2 separate regions of the Mus musculus genome follow, and region 2 is linked to region 1. Evidence: chromatin contacts called from public promoter capture Hi-C data. All regions are on one chromosome and are shown on one strand. The core of a region is the stretch at or near the end of the contact, and the rest is flanking DNA. Distances in the headings are between cores, read along the strand shown.

The links. Promoter capture Hi-C pulls out the DNA fragments that hold promoters and counts their contacts.
Region 2: a contact with region 1 is called in a promoter capture Hi-C map of liver, with 3 times the contacts expected there. A contact is called at or near these places in 3 of 39 promoter capture datasets (hippocampal neurons, liver and pre-B cells), 3 of 484 Hi-C or Micro-C datasets (CD8 T cells, the G1E-ER4 cell line and muscle stem cells) and 1 of 9 other capture datasets (adipose tissue).

What each region holds. Positions count from the first base shown.
Region 1 is chr19:24,959,762-24,963,146 of GRCm38.p6, forward strand. It overlaps Cbwd1 (COBW domain containing 1), which reads right to left and starts at 1,855. Exons shown (of 15, transcript NM_146097.3): 1 at 1,623-1,855. The coding sequence starts at 1,770.
Region 2 is chr19:27,428,331-27,431,715 of GRCm38.p6, forward strand. It overlaps Pum3 (pumilio RNA-binding family member 3), which reads right to left and starts at 1,578. Exons shown (of 18, transcript NM_177474.5): 1 at 1,462-1,578. C030016D13Rik (RIKEN cDNA C030016D13 gene) reads left to right here and starts at 1,707. Exons shown (of 1, transcript NR_027987.1): 1 at 1,707-3,385.

The DNA of each region.
Region 1 (3,385 bases), core at 605-3,104:
ACTATATTAAAGAGTTACAGCATTAGGAAGGCTGAAACCACTTAAGAAGTAAATTCAATATGTTGGGCCATCTGACAGGCTAGAGGGTTAGGAAGGAACCAGATCATAGAAGTCCTTGAATTCCTGCTAAGGAACTTAAGTTTTCACCCAAGTAGAACCCACTAAAGGATGTGACAATCAAGCAACACTTTGGTGAAAGGTAGGGCTAGCACCAAGATATATTAAGGAGCAGGGAGACTCAGGACTACCAGAGTTAGGAGGAAATATTGTTAGTGTTGCAGATGGTTGGGAATCTCAGGAGCAGGATTTGAGAAATTATTAGTGTCCAGAGTGTTGGACATGTTAAGTATGGAAATGCCTGTAAGACATTAAACTAAAAACTATACAGAAGTGAATCTGAAGGATGGAAGCCAGAGAAATAGGTTGAAAAACAACGAAAATGTGGAGGCTAGTGGAACAGTGTTCCCGGTATATCAAAATTTAAAAAAAGACACAGGAGGCCAGCTGTCCCCTAGGTTCAGTCAGGAACAAGGAGGTTGGTGGAGTTAGTCCTGATCTCAGAGCTTCAGGCCATTACCTGTATTGTCCCTTTCATCTATCAGTAAGCCAAATGCAGAAAGGCCAAGGGCCAACTCTGAAGTATGTTCTTTGGACCAGGAAATTTGCTCTGATTCTATAGAATAGCATCTGAATCCAAAACGTTATTCCTTTATAAAAATGAAGCCCAAGTAAAATCTAGAATATCCTTGGTCTGACTCTAGAAGGGGAAAAACAAACAAACAAACAAACAAACAAACAAAACCTGGTGGTGTGGAGACAACAGTGATTTCTTTGTTGTATCTAAAGGGTGCACCGAGATTCAACTTGTCTGTTGCAACACACAGGAATGAGAGTACCACTTGATTCATATTTTTTCCACAATTTTTATTTGTCCACATTTTCAGCCACTTACTTGTTGTTGCTGTTAACTGTAATGCTTTAAAAGGATATCTAGACATTTCCAACAAAAAATAAGCACGTGGACTGATCTTCAGAAAACTGCACCGTGTTTCACAAATCTGTGTTTTCCAAGGACCACACCCCCGAGGTGCACCCTCAAGACCCCCAGCTTAGGAAAGTTCCCAAAACAAAGGTCTTACTCTAAATCAATCTCTTAACAGTGCTTTCCAAGCGGACCTCAAAAGGGGAGGGCACAGTTTAGGACTTGTCACTAATGGCTGGAAGAGTTTGGTTCCTGTGAAATGGAATCCACTAAGCAAGGTGTCAGGCAATCTACAGTCGGCATCTTTGTTTTCTTTTTCTTTCTTTTTTTTTTTTTTTCCTTGACCAGGGCATCCTTTAATAACAATAGACCATTTGGCTTTGTTTTGCTTTGGTTTTTTGTTTTTCTGTTTTTTAATGAGAAAACTCAGATGACTTTATTATTTCTACTCTAAACTGAGGGGAGATGAGCTTCACAAATGAAAGACAACTTAATCAAGAGACCATAACATTAGGTGAGTCTGAGTTTCAAAACTACCTTTGAAAATGCTAGAAGAGAGGCCCCAGCCCCTACCTCGAAGATTCGTCCTCGGCCAGGAGGCCCGGGTGCCTGAGGAGACACGGCAGCCCCCCTTAATTACCTAAGTACCCGGTGACAATTGTGACTGGAATCTTAGTGATGAAGTCAAGATTTTCCTCTTCTTGGTTCTTGGTCTCAATGGGGACCAATTCAGGACAATCCTCCGCGTACTCTTCTTCCGCCTCCACAGTTTTCACAGCAGGTAACATGCCGCCAGCAGGACACCAGTGACTCCAGAACTAAAGAGCTGCCGCCAGTCGCGTTTCCGCGACAGGATTCAGTCGGCGCGGGGCTGATGATGTCACCACAACGCGTCGCGGAGCAGGCCTCTGAGGAACCAGCCCGCCCTCCAGCTACGCCACTATTCAAACTAGACACGCCTTCCCGGGGGAGGCACGCCCCTACGCAGAGATAGATACACCCCCACGCACAGTGGACACGCCCCTTATAGAGAGGGACACACCCCCCGGGTGTGAAGCACGCTCTAGGGGCGTGCCCTCTGCCCGTGGGCCAAACTGCACTTTGCTGTTAGGACGCTAGGAGCTCCCTTGCCTCGAAGCTGTAGTGGGCTCCAGCTGTTAGCCACTGTCTGTTGCTTGGGCTGAGGCAACACCTATTAGGCTTGGGCAGCTTCACCACAGGACAGACATTTTTCAAGTTGCCATTTTTTTTTTATTCTCATGAAGTCCATCTCTTTCATTCACAAGGAAAAGAGTAATTGTGAAGTCATGCTATATATTATAATTATTCTACAATGATAATTATGTATTATAGCTATCTCATCTTTTACAATGTAATAGTTTTATTTATTTTTCTTTCTCCTTTACTTGGACATAAGGTAAACTCAGATCAATAATTGTATTTATTGGTTCATAATATTCTCATTAGTCTCTGGACTCCTTTGTGTGTGTTTATAGTGGATTCCTTGATAGTACCCTAACCCAAAAACATTAAATTGCATCTCTTCTACCCCAGCCTAGAATACTAACTATAATCATGAATCTTCTTGGGAATACTGAACATTCCTTTATGTGTTTGTTATGGTTTGTCCTTATACACACGCACATAAATAACATTGACCATTGTTTGTTTTTCAATTTCATAAAAAAGAGTACCATTCAATGTATACTCTCTTGGGGTTTGCTGGATTTCCAGCTTCACTACTGAATTTCCTGTCAATTGTTTTCAGGTGTTGCTGTTTTGTTTCATTTTGAGACAGTCATACATTTTCCCAACAATGTAAGAGATCATATTGGTGTAATGTCAATATTAGCAGACATGAATTTTTTTCCCAATTAAATACAAAATAGTACCTCAATGTGATCATCAGTTGTATTTCTTTGGATTTGAACAAAACTGAGCATCTTTTTATGTGTTTTGACCATGTTTAATTTCAGGCTTTAAGAGGGGCTAGCAAGCATTGCTCTGTGGGCATCAGATCCCATTACAGATGGCTGTGAACGACCATATGGTTGCTGGGAATTGAACTCAGGACCTCTAGAAGAGCAGTCAGTGCTCTTAAATGCTGAGCTCTCTCTCCAGCCCCTCAAAATGAGGTTTTAATAAGTTATATACATTGGGTGTTCAATGTACTCTAAACACCCATCAACTGATAGACAAACAAAATGCCACATATCCAGACTGGAAAAATTAATTGGTGAAAAACAGGTACAAAGTACTGGCTACCTGCTACCAGATAAGCATATCTCAAAGATGTGCTAAAAATAAATCCATTCATAAAAACTATACATTATGCAAGTCCATTAATATAGAAGAATGTCCATGACAGGCAAATCTAGAGATACAGAAAACAGCTTAGTGACT
Region 2 (3,385 bases), core at 328-2,827, 2.5 Mb after region 1:
TCACATTCGCATTTGCATTTCTGCATGTAGGTTTCATGTACTACCACATGCTAAGCAATTGTGCCAATGGCCCTCACATGTAGCTGTCTAGAAAAACCTTATTTACATACTCTATTTTAAAACTATGCCTCTTACATTAGAGTTAAAACGATATAGAGCCTATAGATCTATTACCCAGCTTCCCCACTGACAACTTAATAAGACAGTGTAATGAAACTTATGAAAATAACACTAGTATAACACAGGGTTTATTTGGAAATCAATTTTCTCATTCCTGTCCTCTTCCTATTCCAAGATACAGTTAATGTAGCCACCTCATGTCCTTTTTTCCAGGTTATGTCCCCTTTGGGAGTTTAAGATTTTCATTATTAGACTGAGGTTATGCTTGGGCCAGGGGAAGGGGTGGCACATGACAGCAAAGAAGTGCTGCTCTCACAGTGACAAAGCTATGCGGCAGTCATGATGATGTTAACCCTGGTCACTTAAAGCACTGTTCACCAAGTTACTAAGCAATCAAATTAACGGCTAATCCAAGAGCAAGACAAGCAAATTAGGTATTCTAGACTGTGCAGCCTTGGGACCCTGAGATAACGTCCTACACAGACCTGAGTCCTCAACACTTCTTGATTATGTATATAACTGGCGTCTTATGCTTAATGTCTGAGACACAATCCTCTGCATTCCACTACAAATTACTATCTTTCTCTCCCTGTCTATTCCTGCTGTATTCAACGGGGACCATCTACTCCACTTCGCAGAGAGAAAACTGGAGCACGGCTCCTGATGTTCACTTCTTTGGTAGTCATCGTGTACCCAACAGTAAGTTATCCTGCAGTCTCCTTAAAGATACCTCTGTCTCTACTACCAACACTCAATGCAAATCATCAAAAATCTCCTTAAGAGAGTCAAGACCTACCATGAGCCTCCCGATCTTTTCTAATAATCCTTCATTATTTTATATGCCTAGGAACACAAAGCAAAATACTTCCCACTACACAAAAATAAAGAGACTCGACACCAAGGCTCCACAGTTCTACCTTCCTCTTTGTCCAGTCCGCGCCTTACTCCTGACTTCCACCTCCGGGACATCCCACTGCCTCTGTTTAAAATACTCTTGCCTCCCATCATGCTTGGCTTATGGATCGCTTCAGTTTTCCCTGCACTGCTCCTATGCACAACGTCTGACACGGGACGAGTGGGCTGACTGTGACTCGCACAGGCCGGAGTTTGACAGCGAAACTTGTTCCTTTAGCTCTACAATAATCAAGTTAACAGAGAGGGCTTAACCCCTGCCCTCGCCAGGGTTCCTCCAACTCCGGGCCAGAGAAGCGGCCAGGTAGACCGTCCCGGAGATGGAGCTGAAGACGCCGCTCGCCCACCACCCCGCAGAGCTCCCCGCTCCCGAGCGGCCGGCGGACACTCGCCCCACACTTCCCGCACCAAACTCTCCACAACACTCACCGCACACGTGGGGCAGAAACTCGCAGAGTTCCGCCACCACCCCCCGCCGCTTCCGCTTCCGCTTCCGCGTTCTGCCCCGCCCCGGATCCGCTGATTGTAGCGTTACGTCCTGGTACTGGGGTCAAGGGGTGGAGCTTAGGAAACACGAAATCCGTAGTTCCTGTTGGTCCATTTTCGCCACACCTCTCGTCTGAGAGGGCTGCATGAGTTTTGGCCCTCGAAGGGATCCGTCCCGTGGAAGACGAGTCCGTGGCTTGGGAAAGTGACGCTTGAGCCTGCAGATTTCTGGGAACGACGCGGGTTCTCGCGAGGGCCACCCAGGTCCTGAAGGAGTTAAAAGACAGCGAAGTCTGCAAGCTGGGTTAGCGTTGGGACAGCTCGCTCGTTAGTGTCTGTTTGCGTCGTTAGTCTAGCCTGGAGGGTAAAAGCTGTACCGGAGTCTCTTCTGTTGTAATCGTGTTTGCCAACACCCATGTCTCCCTTATTTCCCACCCTAGCTGCGAATCTCCGGATAAATTAGATCCCTCGGGAACCATAAGTGTAAAGAACGGAGCACAGTCAAATATTGTGAAAAGCTCTTTCCATAAATGTGTGTGTGGCGTTTTTAATGTAGGCCCGTTCTTGGGCATGCATTTTTTCCCCCACGGTTCCACTTTAGGATATATATTTAAGGTATTACTCCATTTTAGCGAGGAAGCAATAGAAACAAACTTGGTCTTGGGGGCTGCAGAGATGGCTAAGCTGTTTTCTGCTCTTGGAGAGGACTTGGGTTCATTTCCCAGCACCTACATGGCGGCAGTTCCAGGGGATCCCACGTCGCGCCAAACAACAGAACCTTACTGCCTAACTGTTCTGAAATGCAGATGTTAGTTGGTTGAGCAGGGGGCCCTTTTTGAAGCCCCAAGGAGTGAGTGGACGTCCCATGTATCTTCAGCATCTGGTGCTTCAGACGTTCCTTGGCTTATACCTGACTCCTGCCCCTGCCTTTCATTCTCTTCCGTCTTTGTTGTGAGAACACTTGTCAGTTTGTTAAGATAGCTTGCAAATAAGCTTAGAGACTATAATTCCCTGTGGACACTGTCTCTTGTGTCGCTGGTAACACATCTTTAAGTGTTACGGCTCTGTTAGGGGAAGGCTTCAGCTGCTGGGAAAGTTTCCCTGATGCAGGTGTTACAGCTTTGCTCTGGCTCATAGAAAATTTTCCCTGTGACAGTTCTGCTCCAAAAGGTATCCTGGCAGTCAGGAGCCAAGGAATACCACAAAGTCTTGCTGCACAACTAAGCTCAGGCAAGGGATTAATTTGGAGGGAAAAGCTAAGGAGGGTGGTTGCCCTGCTTGGAAGAGAAGCAACAGAGAACTGGGCAGAATTGGGGGATGGGGAAATATATCAGGATTCTGGGGTGGGGGGTTACTTTCCAGGGTGGTCTGGGATTTTATTTTACTTTTTTCTTGTACGGCGAGACCTGGGCTGGGAATGGCTATTACAGCCTTTAAAAGATGACCATTAGGGAAGTCAAGGGCACATGTGTGTGTGGGGGGGGGGGTCTGGCTATTTCCTGCCTTGAAGCACTAGAAAGGCAGTTACAGCTGTTTTAGCCTTTACACCCTTGCTAGAGCTCCTGAGGCCAAGACCTAGCCACTTTTGTGCCTTGAGGATTTACAACGGCTACTAAGTATACAAAATTTACAAAGGGAGGTCATGGCAGAAAAGCCTGTTGCTTGAGTTGGTGTAAATGGCCAGCAATACCTATTTGAAGAAAGTGGAAAATACCACAGTTGATCCTTTTTAGAAGTACCATGTGAAGGATGTATTATAACTTCCCCTCAATATTTAATATTATACAGTTACAAGAGGCTTATGAAAGCAAATTCCATAGATATTCCATGAAGGAACGGAGTTGCAGGGCTCTATTGTGACCAATCA